3 separate regions of the Mus musculus genome follow, and regions 1 and 2 are each linked to region 3. A link is a contact called in public HiChIP or PLAC-seq and promoter capture Hi-C data. All regions are on one chromosome and are shown on one strand. The core of a region is the stretch at or near the end of the contact, and the rest is flanking DNA. Distances in the headings are between cores, read along the strand shown. Region 1 overlaps Gm1604a (predicted gene 1604A). Region 2 holds the start of Rsph3a (radial spoke 3A homolog (Chlamydomonas)). Region 3 holds the start of Mpc1 (mitochondrial pyruvate carrier 1).

Region 1 (2,700 bases), core at 86-2,585, 410 kb before region 3:
CTCCATCTACCCCTTACCAATCGATCCTCCAAGCAGACAGATATCCCTGACCCTGCATCACTGGTGTGAGTGCTGGGGTACCATTGATCAACGTGTTTATTCTGGTTTAGGCTAACTCCCTTCCAGCAGGGCAAGGGGTAAGGAGGAGAGAGCGTCACACATGTTACATGGATGATCTGAGAGGTGCTTACTGAGTTACCTGGGTACTTTTGGCACCGTGTGGATGTAGCCCCAAAAGGAATCACCAAACATAAGGGAAAAAAAAAATCACAAAAGCAGCAAGCAGTTATTTACAATCTTCTCGATGGATAGCCCTAAAGATGAGATTGTTAAAGTGCTCACCTGCCCCAAGCAGGACAGACATTTGTCCCAGCATCTGAGCATTCAGCACTCGCAGGTCAGATGCTGCCCACAACAACGGAGCTCAATAGTCTCGACATTTCCCAGAGCTCACCTTGGGCAGGGATACACCGGCTACTACTGCAACGAGGTCCTGGGCAGTGAGTGGGTCACACAGATGGTGAGAAACTCAGGAACCCCAGAACTGATCTCGATGAAACCAAAGCCTCGGTTCTTACCTAAAGAAAGCCCTTTGCATGGGGGGAGTTAGATGAAATTAAAACGGCATGACTGTGGAGCCAAGAAGAACACAGACGCTACTCCTGGCAGTGGGGCACATCGAGAAGGCCAAAGTGGCTTCAGAAGAACTACACTGCAGCCCTCTTTACCCCGGGATTCTCTCAAGGCCCCATTCCAGGCTACCTTCAACACCAATTCATGTCTACACAGGCAGAGCTGAGAAGTCAGCAACTCTGAAGATACAACAGAGCCCACTGCTGCCTGTAGAGGGCGACCTTGCTCTTTCCCCCACGGAGAACTCACCGCTGGGACAACCTCTTTCCCAGCCTTGGGAGCCCCCAGTCTAGACAGGTTCTGCTTTTGCACAGCTGTTGGGAGCCCTTACAGGAAAGCCACTGCAGTCTGGGACAGAAACAGTCTTCCTTGCTGTCTCTCCTCCTATAGAAATTAAGATCATGCAGTGGAGAAGTCCACACCACCCTCCCCCCCCCCCCATTCCCAGCAGCCTCTGATCCCAGGACATCTGTACAGGGTGGGGGTGAGGGGCATAGACAAGGAAAAACCTGAGGGCACCACCCGATCTCAGTGGCAGAAGTCTCTAGGCGGGGTGCTTCTGGTAACTGAGGCAGGATGGAGGGATAGAGAGATGTTGGGGCACTGATGAGAGGAAAGGAGGGAAGAGGAAGAGAGACTGCAGAGGACAGACTGGTGCATTTAAGGATCTATTTGAATGAAGCCTTATGCAGTGGAGACCTGACTGCGGTCAGAGGGCCTGGGGAATGCAAAGAGGATGTGAAAGATGGGGTCGGATTCTCTGGGACAGCGACAGGAACTTCCTCTCCTCAGCTACCACTTGTACGCCATGTTCCCAAAGCTCCCCAGACAGCAGAGAAATTAGAGCAAAAGTCTGAGTGAGGCTTGGGAGTCAATAAAGTCTCTACGAAGGTGTGTGGGTCTACCTGGGGTCATAAGCACTTATCGTCACTTGGGAACACCCCGCTCTCTTCTGCATCTCACAGGGAACATGGCAAATCCACAGAAGCTCTTTCAGGAGAGGTGAACAGGAGAGATGGTTCAGCAGTTAAGAGCATGCACTATTCTCAAAACGGCTCCAAGTTGGGTTCTCATCCCAGGGGCTCAACCACCTGTATTTCTAGGAGATCTGACGGATACATAATTAAGAAATAAAAATGATTTGGTTTTTTTTTAAAATGGGATTAAGGTTAATTTCAATTTACTAGCAAGGAACCAAATACTTGAATATATAAATGTCATATGTCCCAGGATGTCTAAACCTCAGGCCAGGGACAACTGTAGGTCAACACAAAATCATAAACCTACATAAAATGCCATGAGGAAAGGGGTTTTGTTTGTTTGTTTGGTTTGGTTTTGGTTTTTGGTTTTGTTCTTTTGTTTTGTTTTGGGGTGCTTTTTGTTGTTGTTTTGGGGTTTTTTGCATTTTTTTCAATAACTGAATTGTGCTTTTCTTGAGCTTGAACGTTGTAGATTACAACACAGCCAGAGAAGCCAAAAGGGTGGACCCGGGACATAAGGTGTTCACACTTCAAAGGCTTCAAGGTATCTGTAGATGCTACAGTGCATCACAACTACTGTGAAGACCCCTTCCCTGGGGAGACAGAGACAATATCACCCCTCCCCGTGAGGTCCTAACAACACAGCAAAGAACAGATTCTGCCAGTGTCCACCCTGGTCAGCTAAAAAGTAGGTTGGGGTTCCTCAGAGAGCATGGATGGGAGGAGGATTTACTGTAGCCACATGCAAATTCTTTGACCAGCATGGATGATGGCTTCCCCATAGCTGCCTAGACGGGGCCCCTTTCATTTCTGCAGCCTACAAATCTACAAATTCTGTTGTCTCCCAAGATCAGGATGTCTCTTGCAATTAAAGCAGAATTGCAGACGAGAGGCTTGGAGGAGTGGATAGGCTCCCGTGACTGCCAGCCCCTCTACTCCGGCCCCAGAGAGAATGGGAACAGGCTATAAATGCTGTAATTATGGATTCTTGCAAGCAGGCGCAGCTGATCTGATGCAGCGGGCAGCTTCTCTGACCCGAGGTTCCCTGACATCGTTCTACAACATAAGCTAACATCAGTAGGAAAAA
Region 2 (2,700 bases), core at 124-2,623, 340 kb before region 3:
TCATATAGCAAATACTCAAAATCCTTTGGGCCAAATCATCGAATTTCAGACAACTGGATGCAAGACAATCATGCCAAACACAGATATCTGGGATTGTCACCTGAGAGAGACTCTCCACAAAAGATTTTATTATCACAAATATATAAGTGCTACTATAACCAAAGAAGTAAATGAGATTGCCCTGGGAGTCAAATAAAGAGAACCAGACTGTGGGTAGAAACCTACAGAACGTTTAGTAGCTATCACATTATTAATAAACCCCAGTTATGGCTTGGATGGCACAGTTAGCTACCCACTCAGTACCCACTCTTCCCTAGTTAAATAACTCATTTGCTCCCCCTTTCTCCTGGACAACAGGGTACTCAAAGCCCAGATTTTATCTCTGAACTTAAGTGAGAGAACACTTTATTGCTTTAGCTGTTTGGAACTGGTTTCCTGTTCCAAGGGGGCAAAAACATTCTGATAAACTGTTCAACATTTCTACAAACCTATGTCAACTTTTCTTTAGTATTTCTGCAAGTCGTCAACACACACCCTCCTGGATTTCTACATCTCAGACTTATGAACCTCTGATCACACCCACTTGTTAGTGTGTGCGTCTGAATTTTGTCTCTGCTACTCCGTGTGGGTTCTGGTGCAAACTCGGATCGACAAGCTTGCTTTTAGCCTCTAAGAAATGGCCCCATCCACGACATTCAAGAGGTACCTTTTCCCCAGATGCTAACCTCGACATTATATTCACTTCAATGTCACTTTCTCAAAAGATTCCTCAAAATCAGTCAGACTGAAAGTCTTCAGCAGTGTCTGTCTATAGCATTTACCACACACTTTTTAGTATACTTATAGAATGGTGACTGTCTGCTTTAAACGGTAAACTTGCAGGTACAGTTCTAAGTACTGAAGCTTCGATTAACACTTTAAATCCTTACAAACCCTAAGGGATAAATTCTACTTCTGTAGACTGGAAAAACAAAGCATATAAGCACAGAAATTATAACCATTCGCCCACGTGTTGCTGGGCTAGTACACTGCAGAAGAGCGATTAAAGCCAAGGTAGGACTTAGCTGCACTGAAGGTGTTAACTGCAAACCCACATAATCACAAGGGATGCATACACTTTACACATTAAAAAAAAATTAACCTCTTTAAAGTTTTAAAATTAAATCCTAAAACGCGTTGCTCTTGGTCGCCTGCAGGATGAAAGCATAAAGGAAACCTGCTTGATCAACAACCTACCCAGCCCTTTCCAAACGTTACAAGTCCAAAGGATGGCCCAATGAGAGCCCAAGGTGAGTGGAGAAGGCAGGCGTGGCAATCCACGCCAGTTAGCGGAGGAGGAAACGGGAAACAGGAGACAGCCCGCCCCGCCCGCCTGTGCCCCAGCGCGTAACAGAGCGGGGAGCCAGGCTGCCAAGGGCGTGTCACCGCCCGGGGAGCCTGGAGCGCGGCGGCGTGGCAGGAGAAGAAACGACCGGGGGAGGCCCTTGAAAGATCAGGAGCACATGGGCCTGCTGGGATGGCGCTGACAGCAGCCCCCGCGCCGGGCCAAACGGCGTTACCTTCGCCCCAATGGCCGCCACCAACATTTGGGCGGCCCTGCCTGCCAAGAAGCGGCCACTGCACCAGCGCGCCCGACGACCAGCAGGTGGGCGGGGCCGCGAGCCGGAAGTGCCCTTTACTACAGACCCTTCCGGAAACCCAGCTGGCCGGAACTGCCTGGAGTTCCTGCCTCCAGGCGGAACCTCGGGTTGCTCGGCAACCGATGGGGGCGCAACTGTCCCCCTCGCGCTCCGCCCGTTTCTCCGAGAGCGGCGTCCTCTCGGGTCGCAGCATCCCTGCCCTTGGCACTACTTACAAGTCTCCGACTACGACGACTCCTTAGCCCCAACCTGCTTCAGAGCCCACCTTCACCGGAGGGGAAGCAGTTCGACGCTCAACCAGGCTTCGGCGATGACAGACCCTAACCCTCGGACAGCCGAGGCCTCAGGCCTCTACACCTATTCCAGCAGGCCCCGGGCCGTGGCTTGCCAGCGCCGCCGCCACCGAGACAGCATTTTGCAGCCGTGAGTGACCAAAGTAGCTCCTGTCTGGTCTCCGTTTTTGCATCCCTTCTGCTTTCCCGTGTCTACACAGCTATGTGGTTAAACAGAGGCACAGCTGGTCTGAGCCACGACACGTACACGAATGGTTATGGACACCACCAAACACCATACGGGGGCATTCACCTACACATTCTTAGTCCACAGTTCGGCCAAGTTGGTGTCACTCCATCATGCAGATGAGGAAAATGAAGCACAGAGGATAGCATGTACCAACTGAGAAAGCCAGCCACATAAAGCTAGCCTTTCATACCAGACTGGGTGGAATTAGGTTAGCCCTCCATGCAGGACCATAAAACATACAGTTACCCTAGTGAATGTTTGCAAATATTCAGGCCTGTATATGTAATAAAGATTTCAGAGTTCTTTCTATAAGCTTCACGTTTTGGAATAGCAGGGTTTGAGAATGCAAGCTTTCGCTCTACACCTTTTGTTCACCTAGAACCTTGCCTAACACATAGGAAGTGCTCAGTGTAAATTGAAGTGGTGGTTGAACTTGTAACCCTCAGCCAGGCCTGAGACAGACCTGTTATCCCAGAGGCAGAAGCAATAGGATGTCTGATTTTTTTTTTTTTTGTAACAAGTTGATTTTTTTTATGTT
Region 3 (2,700 bases), core at 131-2,630:
ACTTTCCTTGATTTGAGGTATAATCCCCAAATTGTGCTTTTGTTGTTGTTGCTGTTTGTGTGTTTTTTTTTTTTTTTGTTTTGTTTTTTTTGCCTGGCCTTGTTTTTTGTTTTTCGTTTTTTAAATTTTGTTTGAGACAGGGTTTCTCTGAGTAGCCAGGGCTACAGAACTAGCTATATAGACACGGCTGGCCTTGAACTCAAATCCTCCTGCCTCTGCCTCTGCCTCTGCATCTTCGGTGCTGGGATCAAACTCATTTGCCACCAAGGCCCGCTTCAGGTTCGGTTTTGGTAAGGAAGAGAGTCCCCTCTATTCTCGGAAGATTGTTAGAATAAACCGGCAAAAATTAAATCTGAGAAAAGCTGCACATATTTACTATGCATAGAAGGGGAAAACCACAGAAGATTACCATTCGTTTAATAACTTTCGCCCCAAGCCCCACCCCGAGGACTCAGTGGTGACCTTGAACTTCCCACCACCCAGCCTGGTTTACGGCAGTGCTGGAGATGGAACACAGCCAGGGCTTCCGGAGCAAACCTGGCAAGAGCGCTGCAGTCCGGGCCCTGCAGACCCTTCCCTATAAGGGGAAGGTCGTCTTCAGCCTCCTTTTGGTAAACAAAGACTGACACTGGCACGAACTCAGGGGACGGGCCTTAGCGACCCTTAGCGCGGTGTGGCCTACTCGGGTGTGGCTGCGAGCAGCCTGAAGGCAGTTGTGTTCTTCACGCGATCCGGTTTACGGCGGAAGGGATTCTGTCACCTTTCCTCTCCTCAAGAGTGGTAGTGGTGACAGGAAATGTAGCCAGGCCCTTCTCATTACCTCCGGCTCAACTCTCTCTGCATTCTGCCCCCCCCCCCCCCGCCATGTCTGGGGTGTGGCTCTGAGCCTCTGCGGGTGTACAGGCTAAAGCTGCAGTATGCACGCTCCGGGCACTTATGTAACCTGTGCTTTCCACACGTGGGCAGCCACACTTCTGGAGACTGAGGCTCTTAGCTATTTTTAACTGCCTCCCTCCTCTGCACTCGGTGACTCCATCCCAAGCCGGTCGCCGCCGGTTTGCAGGATCTCACCGTCTCTGTGCAGCCGCCCGCGGGGCAAAGGGACAGGCGAGGGGTGACAGGAGCCCGACCTGCCCACCACGCCCCGCTGAGACCCCGGAAGCCTGCCCAGGACCCCCGGGCAGAGGAGTGTCACCCTCGCAGCCCCTAGCAACCGCCAGTCGTCCGGGCCGCCGGGCCCTTTTACGACGGCAGCCCCGCGGCGCGCACCGCCCCGAGGGCAGGCGGGGGGTGTGTCGACCGCGGCAGCCAATCCCGGACGCGCTCTGCGGTCTAGCGCGTTCTCATTGGTGGAGCGCCGAGCGGTCGTAAGGCTTCTCCGAGTGTCGTGAGGCGGGCGCTGGGGTGAGAGCGCCGAGGGCCTCAGCCGAGTCCACAGCGGTGTCATCTGTCTAGGTAGCGGCTTCACCGCCAACGGCACGGCCATGGCTGGAGCGCTGGTGCGCAAAGCGGCGGACTATGTCCGGAGCAAGGACTTCCGGGACTATCTCATGAGGTGAGCGTCATGGTAGGCCGTGGGGGAGCCGCCCGCTGCGGGAAAACCCTGCGGCGCCGTGCCAAGGTAGGAGAGCGGCGCACGGGTGGAACGCGCTCCTACCGGTGCCCGAGGGGACGGCGCTCCCGAGGGTACAGCAAGTGACCGAGGGGATGGCGCTCCTACCTGTGACTAGGAGGGCAGAAGGGACAGCGCTCACACCCGTGCCTGAAGGGACAGCAGGACTCAGGGGACGTAGCTCCCACCCGTGACCTAAGGGACCGCAGGTTACTGAGGGTACAGCGCTCTTGGTTAAGGCGACCTAGGGAATGGCAGGTGACAGGGAACAGCTCCAGCCCCGCGAACTGAAAGACATGGTGTGACTGGGGACCCCGCCCCAACCTGTGCCGGAGGGGACGCCTCTCCCACCCATGCCCGAGGGGACAGCGCTCCCACCCGTGACTGAGAGGACGACAAGTGACCGAGCGGACAGCGCTCCCGGGCAGGACGACCCAGGGAATGGCTGGTGACAGGGAACAGAGCTCCAGTCCTTGACTGAAAGACGCGGTGTGACTGCAGGGACGCCGCTCCGGCTCGTGACCGACCGGACGAACACCGCTCCTGGGCAGGCAGTCAGGATGCCCTTGCGTGGGTTGACGTGGGGACACTGGGTGCTACCATCCCCCTCCTCGTCTCCCGGCCCGGGACTTGGCGGGAGCGGTGCTGGAATGTGCCGGGATCCGGGTAATGGGAGCTAGAATTTGCAGCACAGAGGGCGGGGTTTTTTTTTTTTTTTGGTTTTTTGTTTGTTTTTTTGTTTGTTTGTTTTCCATTTGACGGTGCTTGGGGGAGGGGGACCGGACAATCATGTGTCGCAGCCACGCAGTGCGTCTGAGAAGAGGCATTTACTTGCAAGGTGTGTGTCCCGAGGGCTTGACATTGAGAGGTTGAAGAAGCACTTTCCAGAATTCATTTTCAGTTATAATTTCCTGGTGCCTGATTCTATTTTAAGGATCTCACAAAATTTAGAAACCGATTACAATATTTCCAAGCATAGTTTTATTTTCTTGTGATTTTAAAGTTAGATAAGTGGAGGGCTGCTTTTTAATTTTCTTCTCAGTGGTCAATACCGAGCCTGCCAGTGGTGGCATTCGCCTTTAATCCCA

What was found. HiChIP or PLAC-seq counts read pairs in DNA pulled down with a chosen protein or histone mark. Capture Hi-C pulls out chosen DNA fragments and counts their contacts.
Region 1: a contact with region 3 is called in an H3K27ac HiChIP or PLAC-seq map of regulatory T cells, with 4 times the contacts expected there. The contact joins the enhancer-like site here to the promoter of Mpc1 in region 3. A contact is called at or near these places in 7 of 39 promoter capture datasets (the C10 cell line, the HPC-7 cell line, HPC-7-derived erythroid cells and 5 more), 1 of 15 datasets of contacts at CTCF or cohesin (large pre-B cells), 3 of 484 Hi-C or Micro-C datasets (CD4 T cells, cortical neurons and stem cell-derived neural stem cells), 6 of 115 datasets of contacts at active chromatin or transcription factors (acute myeloid leukemia, effector CD8 T cells, memory CD8 T cells and 3 more) and 2 of 9 other capture datasets (adipose tissue and liver).
Region 2: a contact with region 3 is called in a promoter capture Hi-C map of adipose tissue. The contact joins the promoter of Rsph3a here to the promoter of Mpc1 in region 3. A contact is called at or near these places in 4 of 39 promoter capture datasets (the HPC-7 cell line, hematopoietic stem and progenitor cells, neutrophils and 1 more), 1 of 115 datasets of contacts at active chromatin or transcription factors (bone marrow-derived macrophages) and 2 of 9 other capture datasets (adipose tissue and liver).

What each region holds. Positions count from the first base shown.
Region 1 is chr17:7,867,951-7,870,650 of GRCm38.p6, forward strand. The region is part of intron 5 of Gm1604a (predicted gene 1604A); the gene reads right to left. Among named protein-coding and RNA genes, the nearest start is that of AU041480, 32 kb to the left of the region's middle. Within about 2 kb of position 1,336, at least 43 of the 459 cell types and tissues checked have an H3K27ac peak or open chromatin away from gene starts, as enhancers often do. A contact at or near this core is called in acute myeloid leukemia, memory CD8 T cells and regulatory T cells, where this site is marked.
Region 2 is chr17:7,944,241-7,946,940 of GRCm38.p6, forward strand. Rsph3a (radial spoke 3A homolog (Chlamydomonas)) reads left to right here and starts at 1,374. Exons shown (of 8, transcript NM_025789.5): 1 at 1,374-2,063. The coding sequence starts at 1,570. The region is part of intron 4 of Gm1604a (predicted gene 1604A); the gene reads right to left.
Region 3 is chr17:8,282,407-8,285,106 of GRCm38.p6, forward strand. It overlaps Mpc1 (mitochondrial pyruvate carrier 1), which reads left to right and starts at 1,381. Exons shown (of 5, transcript NM_018819.5): 1 at 1,381-1,555. The coding sequence starts at 1,485.